Linked DNA regions of Mus musculus: region 1 is linked to region 2. A link is a contact called in public promoter capture Hi-C data. All regions are on one chromosome and are shown on one strand. The core of a region is the stretch at or near the end of the contact, and the rest is flanking DNA. Distances in the headings are between cores, read along the strand shown.

Region 1 (2,700 bases), core at 5-2,504, 2.5 Mb after region 2:
GACTGTTATAAACAAGAGTCCTCTCGCTTGAGATTCTGTGTTAGGTTGTACATCCTAGAATGGCATCTCACCTTACTTGTGGTTCCTGGCCAAACGGGAGTCTTCTTGATGGGTGAACTCGAGGGAGTGTGAGAGACTGATGCTGCCTTCTGCCATGCTTTTGTCTGATAGGAGCCCACTCTACGGATGCTCTTGATTAGATTTTTAAAGTTCACTTCATATAGTGAGTGATATGCGATGTAAACTGTAAAGCTTGGCAGATCCTGGGTCTGACTGCCACCCACACTCAGGTGGAGGCCACGCCCCTCCACCCCCACCCCTACCCCACATCCCTCATTTCTTTTCTCAGTTCAGGGGAACAGTTTGAAGACCTCTTCTGTAAACTGAGGGTGCCAGCTGTTGGAATTGACCCAAATAGAACAAAGTAGAGTATAATAATCTTTTATGCTTGCCCCTTTTCATGTCACGTGGTATTTTTTTGGAGATTAATCTAGTGTGGTTATCTATTCCCATTAGTCCAGTGTATTTGAACTACAAGAATATCTGGAAAAGACCTTTTTTTTGGTTAAATCTTAACATGCTACCTAACGCTACCTTTTCATTCTATTTAAAGTCAGATTTCTTCCTTTCTTTTTTTTTCTTTTTTTCTCTTTCTTACTTTTTTATTTTTCTTTTAGTTATTTTTGTGGTTGTATCCACCGCTCACACAATGCTTTTGCTTATACTAGGAAGTTAACTGACTTTAAGTTGGGGAGGTGGGTACAGGCAAACTGTACTCATTTTAATTGCTTTGCTGTCTGAATCCAAACTCAGAGTCACTTCATACGCTGTCCCTGAGTGCCCAGGCTGCTGGGTGCAACAGCAATCCATAGAGAAATACATGCGGGTTTGTTCCTTCCACACAAGAATGTCAAGTATAATAATTAATTTTTCCAAAAGGTCAGCACTTGCTGGCATTTTGACTAAGGCATGTTTCGGACAGATATTCTTAGCCTTCATCTGGTAACTAAAGAGCTCTAAGAACCCAAAACTAAAACTGACCTGCACCAAGAGAGGAGGCAGGACTTACCGTTGGCCCCAGATATAATATTCCACAGTGTTTGTCCAAGCCCGTGGGTTCCCAGTTCTCAGAGAAGTTACTTGGCGCTGGCGTTGCTTTCCCTGCCGCGTGACTCATGATTTCTTAAGGCTGATTAGTCATTCACTGCCTGAGTTATGGAGGCCTAGGAACTGCCTGAATCAAATTACAGCCCCCATCCACACTCCCCCTAGAGCTAGCTCCTGAGTCCCAATTCTTAGCAGGGCCACACCCCAGTCAGAGGAACTAATTCTGGCTCTCTGTGAGAAGCCTTGAAGCACTCAGCATTCCCCAGGAGCCTAGCAATAGCCTAGCAATGGCCTTGAGCTCTGATGCCATTGCCTGCCTCCCACCGAATTCCCCCATGTGTCCATATTCCTTGCTTGGAAATGTTTTTCCTCGGCTTAGGGCCTCTGGTTCAATCTGGCTCTGGTTTGTGTCTTTAGAAGCCTTGTCCAATGTGGTGCTACCTGCCTCCTGCTTGAGGTAGACCTGGGGTGTGTGTGTGGGGGGTGGGGGGGGGATGCCTGCCTGGCTTGGTGTCCCTTAGTGGATTTAATCATTTCTGATGTGTCCCAGGTGGGACTGCCACATTGGTGGTGCCTGAAATCTTGCGTCTGACTGTTATTTTATTTTCGCTGTCCTTCTTCGGTCATGTTAGGACTGTTGGATATAAGATGGTGAAAGGGGTATGGTATGAGAGAGAGGCTGAGCTTCAGCCCGCCACCTGAAAAAGACCCAGTGCTTTCTAGGATGTGGGGAAGTCATATCCCTCCTGGTGGTAGGCAGACATGTGGATCTGGCAGCTGACAGATCCTTTGAGAAGCAGCTCCCAGGGGCCTCGTGACCTTGAGCTTCCTGATGCTGACGTAGTGAAAATGGCACGCTGTCCAGGCTTGGTGTGGATGCCTTAATCCCAGAGCATGTGGCTGAAAAGCTCCCTTCTGTATTTTACATCATGAGAAGTGGACATCCCCTCAGTGTTTGTGAGAAGCCCTTTAGTCAAAACCAGCATTCTGTAGTAAACTGTTTGCATCTGATGAGTCATGCATGACTCTCAACCTTTTCCTTGCCTCATGGAGACTGGTGTCATTCCTTAGCTGGCATGGCCAGGTGTCTGTCTCTCACGTCTTGATGACTGTGTTCTCCGAGGTGGCTTTGCTCCTGCACCCTCCTGCTTTTTTTCAGTTTCTCCCTGGCACAAATCTTCCTTGCAGGGTCTCTCCTCTGGCCTGCTTGAATTCTGAGTTCAGATAGATGAAGGGAGGTTTCTGTGAAGGGCAGAATGGTCTTCCTTGGTTTAATAGAGGGAAATTAGGCGTTTGTGGTTAAGTGCACAGGCAGCGCACCCTGACTGTTGGATAGAGCTGAGACACACACCTGGTTGGTTTTATGTGTGGCTGTGTGTATGGGGTACTGGGTCAATTTTTAATTTAAAAAATTAATTCTGTGAATAAGTAAACTTTAGGGTTCACTGTCAGACTTGTGTTAGAGATAGCCTGTGTGTGACCTGTTGTTTGCTTTACTAATAAAGAGTTTTATGAATTCTTACATATTAAGTTCTAAATGGACAGGGAAGAGTCCTGCCCTGGATTTGTTTCTGATGCTCTGATAAAATCCCA
Region 2 (2,700 bases), core at 75-2,574:
TGACCAAGTGGAGACAGATCAAGAATGCTACTGAGTTCGAATTTCCTAAATTTAACTCTTTTAAATGGTTTTTTTTTTTTTTTTTGGAAAGACAATTATAATACTATATGCCTACCATACAACAAATCCAGGGCCGGCAACAGACAAAGATCATGTCATCTCGTTTGTGTAAAAATATCCAGGCACTGGAGTAAAACTGCGTTGCTGGGTTCACCTCCCAACCAACTACTTAACTGTAAAAAATTATTACAGAAATAGAACAACAACAAAAAAAAACCCAGACGCGAAACCTTGGCCTGACCCTTTCCGGACATCCGTTACTAAGAAAGTTTAATCCATTACGATCCTACAAGCGATACTTTTTCCCCAGGGGGACCGAGTGACATCGCGGCCTTTCCTCCGTCCCCTCCCCCGCCCCGGCTCCCCGTCCCCGCCCCCTCCCCGCACACTAACACCACAATGCGACCAGCGATCACGGTCTCTGCGCCCGGCTGGGGAGGGGGCACCGCACCGGCCACGCATGGAACGGCACGGCACGGCAGCGGCCGGCGACCCCCATGGATAATTCATCCTCCGCAGCAGGCGCCACCGCCGCCGCCACCGAGCCCTCGCCGCCAGCCGCGGCTCAGCCGGGTCGCGCCCCACCGCGGCCGCCGCCTGGCTGGCCGCCCCGCCGTCCCGCGTCGCGCGGGGGGCCCCGCGGGGGATCCACGGGCGCGCCGGACTCACCGGGTGGAGGTGCCCTTCCGCACATCGCACATCATGCACTTGAAGGCCTCGGCGCTGTTCCGGAAGGTGCAGACACTGCAGTCCCAGTAGCCCTCATCCGAGGCGGGCTTCGGCTGCCGCTTCGGCCTGCAGGACACAACCGGACACGACGCAGCGCGGGGTCAGCCGCAGGCCGCGCCCGGCCCCGCGCCCCGCCCCGCCCGGCCCGCGACCCCCGCCCCGCCCGGCGCCGCGCGGGGGAGGGGAGCGCGGCCGCTGACCCCGGCCGCCATCGCGGCCCATTGTGGGCAGCCGCGCGCCCCGCCGCGCCGCGCCGCACCCCCTCTCCCCACACACACGCGCGCGCCCCGCGCCGCGCCGCTCCACGCCACGCCACGGGACCCCGGGCCGCGGGCGCTCCGCCGGCGGGCGCCCTACCTGGTGGGGCTCTTCTTGTCGCCCATGCTCGCTGCCGACGCGCGCCGGTCTGTCAGCGCCGGGGTGAGGGGCCGGCGGAAGCGCGGAGGCGAGGGGGCGGGGAAGGCCGCGCCGCGAGCTGCAGCCGCCGCCGCCGCCGTCGCCGCCGCCGCTGCCGCCGCCGCCGCCGGATCCCACGCAGCCTCCAGCTGTCGGGGAAACTCCTGCCTGCGCGCACGTGACCCGCGCCGGCCAACCAGCGGCCGCGCCGGAGACTTCAAACGCGGGGAGCGCGGCCCAGCACCGGCGGCGAGTTCGCGGCGCCGCCTCCCTCCAGCTCGCCCGCCCGCTGGCTGCCCCGGAGCGCTCCGGCCGTGGCTCGCACGCCCCGAAGGGCGCGATGGCAGGCGCCCGCAGACACGCGTGCGCCCGGCGCGGCGGGGACTGTCATCCTTCCTTCTGGGGAAGCGACCCAGAGGCTCGGGAGAGGTTCGGTGCCCTGCTCTAGCTTACATAATTCAAACGTGACGAAACCAGGGTCTGATCCGGTTTTAATTGCAGCGGCGTCCTCCTGGCCTCACGGGGCTCTGCAGTGGCTTGTTATAAAACGGACGCTCGTGAGCCTACGTAAGGCAGACGAGGTTGCTTGTGCCCTGGACACCACCTCCCCGAGTCTCCTTACTCCAGCCTGTCGGGGATACACACCTCGCCTGCTAGACCCAAACAGCCATCTCGCTGGTCCTTGAAGCTCTGCTTCCCACCTCGCCGATCTGGCGGGTACCCCACAACCAGAGTTAGCTTGACATCCCTCTGATCGAGGGGCGACTTTAGCATGCCAAGTCGGTGAACCGTCATCAGGAAAGCTGCCCCTGAAGAAAGGAGAGATGAAATCCATCCCTTCTCGGAGCCCTGCCTTCTTCTGCCTTATTTGGGTGTGCTGATGGAGGCGTTGTAGCCTCCGCATCAGGCTTAACTAACTGAAGGGGACCCAGTTCAGGCACTGCGTACTTAACAGTTGATCTGACTGTGTGGCTCCTGGGATACTATAAGGTTGTTTAGAAAATGTATCCAGCTGGGCCAGAGCAGGATGGAGCAAATTTTCATCATGATACTCAGAGTGAGATGGCAACTAAAAACTTGAGGAGTTAACTGTTTAGGAAGTCCTTAATATTTTGAACTATATCGTCTGTGGGTAATTGAAACAGGAAAGCAAAACTCCAGCAAAAGGGAGACTACTGTATTGATGTGTTACTTACCAAACAAGAGTTAATAACCAAACTGGAGGATGCTCTCCTTTTTATCATTGGGAATATGATATTAATTGGGGTAATTAAGAGGGAAATAGGCTTCAAGCTTCTGAGAAAAGAAAGTCAAAATGAATTATAGCAGAACGGGTGGGAGTATACAGCTCAGAGATGGAGCACTTGCACAAGGCACTGAGTTACTAGAAATTTGGAAAAGCATTTAAAAGATTGTTTTATGTGGGGTTTGCTTGGGTGCTTAGTATTACTTTATTTTTGCAGAATAGAGAGTCTGACTTAGTTGAGTGTAAAAGTTATATATTAGAGGTTGCGT

The links. Promoter capture Hi-C pulls out the DNA fragments that hold promoters and counts their contacts.
Region 1: a promoter capture Hi-C map of the C10 cell line shows a contact between it and region 2, with 6 times the contacts expected there. The contact joins the promoter of A130051J06Rik here to the promoter of Yaf2 in region 2.

The regions. Positions count from the first base shown.
Region 1 is chr15:95,803,207-95,805,906 of GRCm38.p6, forward strand. It overlaps A130051J06Rik (a long non-coding RNA gene), which reads right to left and starts at 1,255. Exons shown (of 2, transcript XR_875618.2): 1 at 1,070-1,255. The region is part of intron 1 of Ano6 (anoctamin 6); the gene reads left to right.
Region 2 is chr15:93,335,611-93,338,310 of GRCm38.p6, forward strand. It overlaps Yaf2 (YY1 associated factor 2), which reads right to left and starts at 1,325. Exons shown (of 4, transcript NM_024189.6): 1 at 1,147-1,325; 2 at 730-855. The coding sequence starts at 1,172.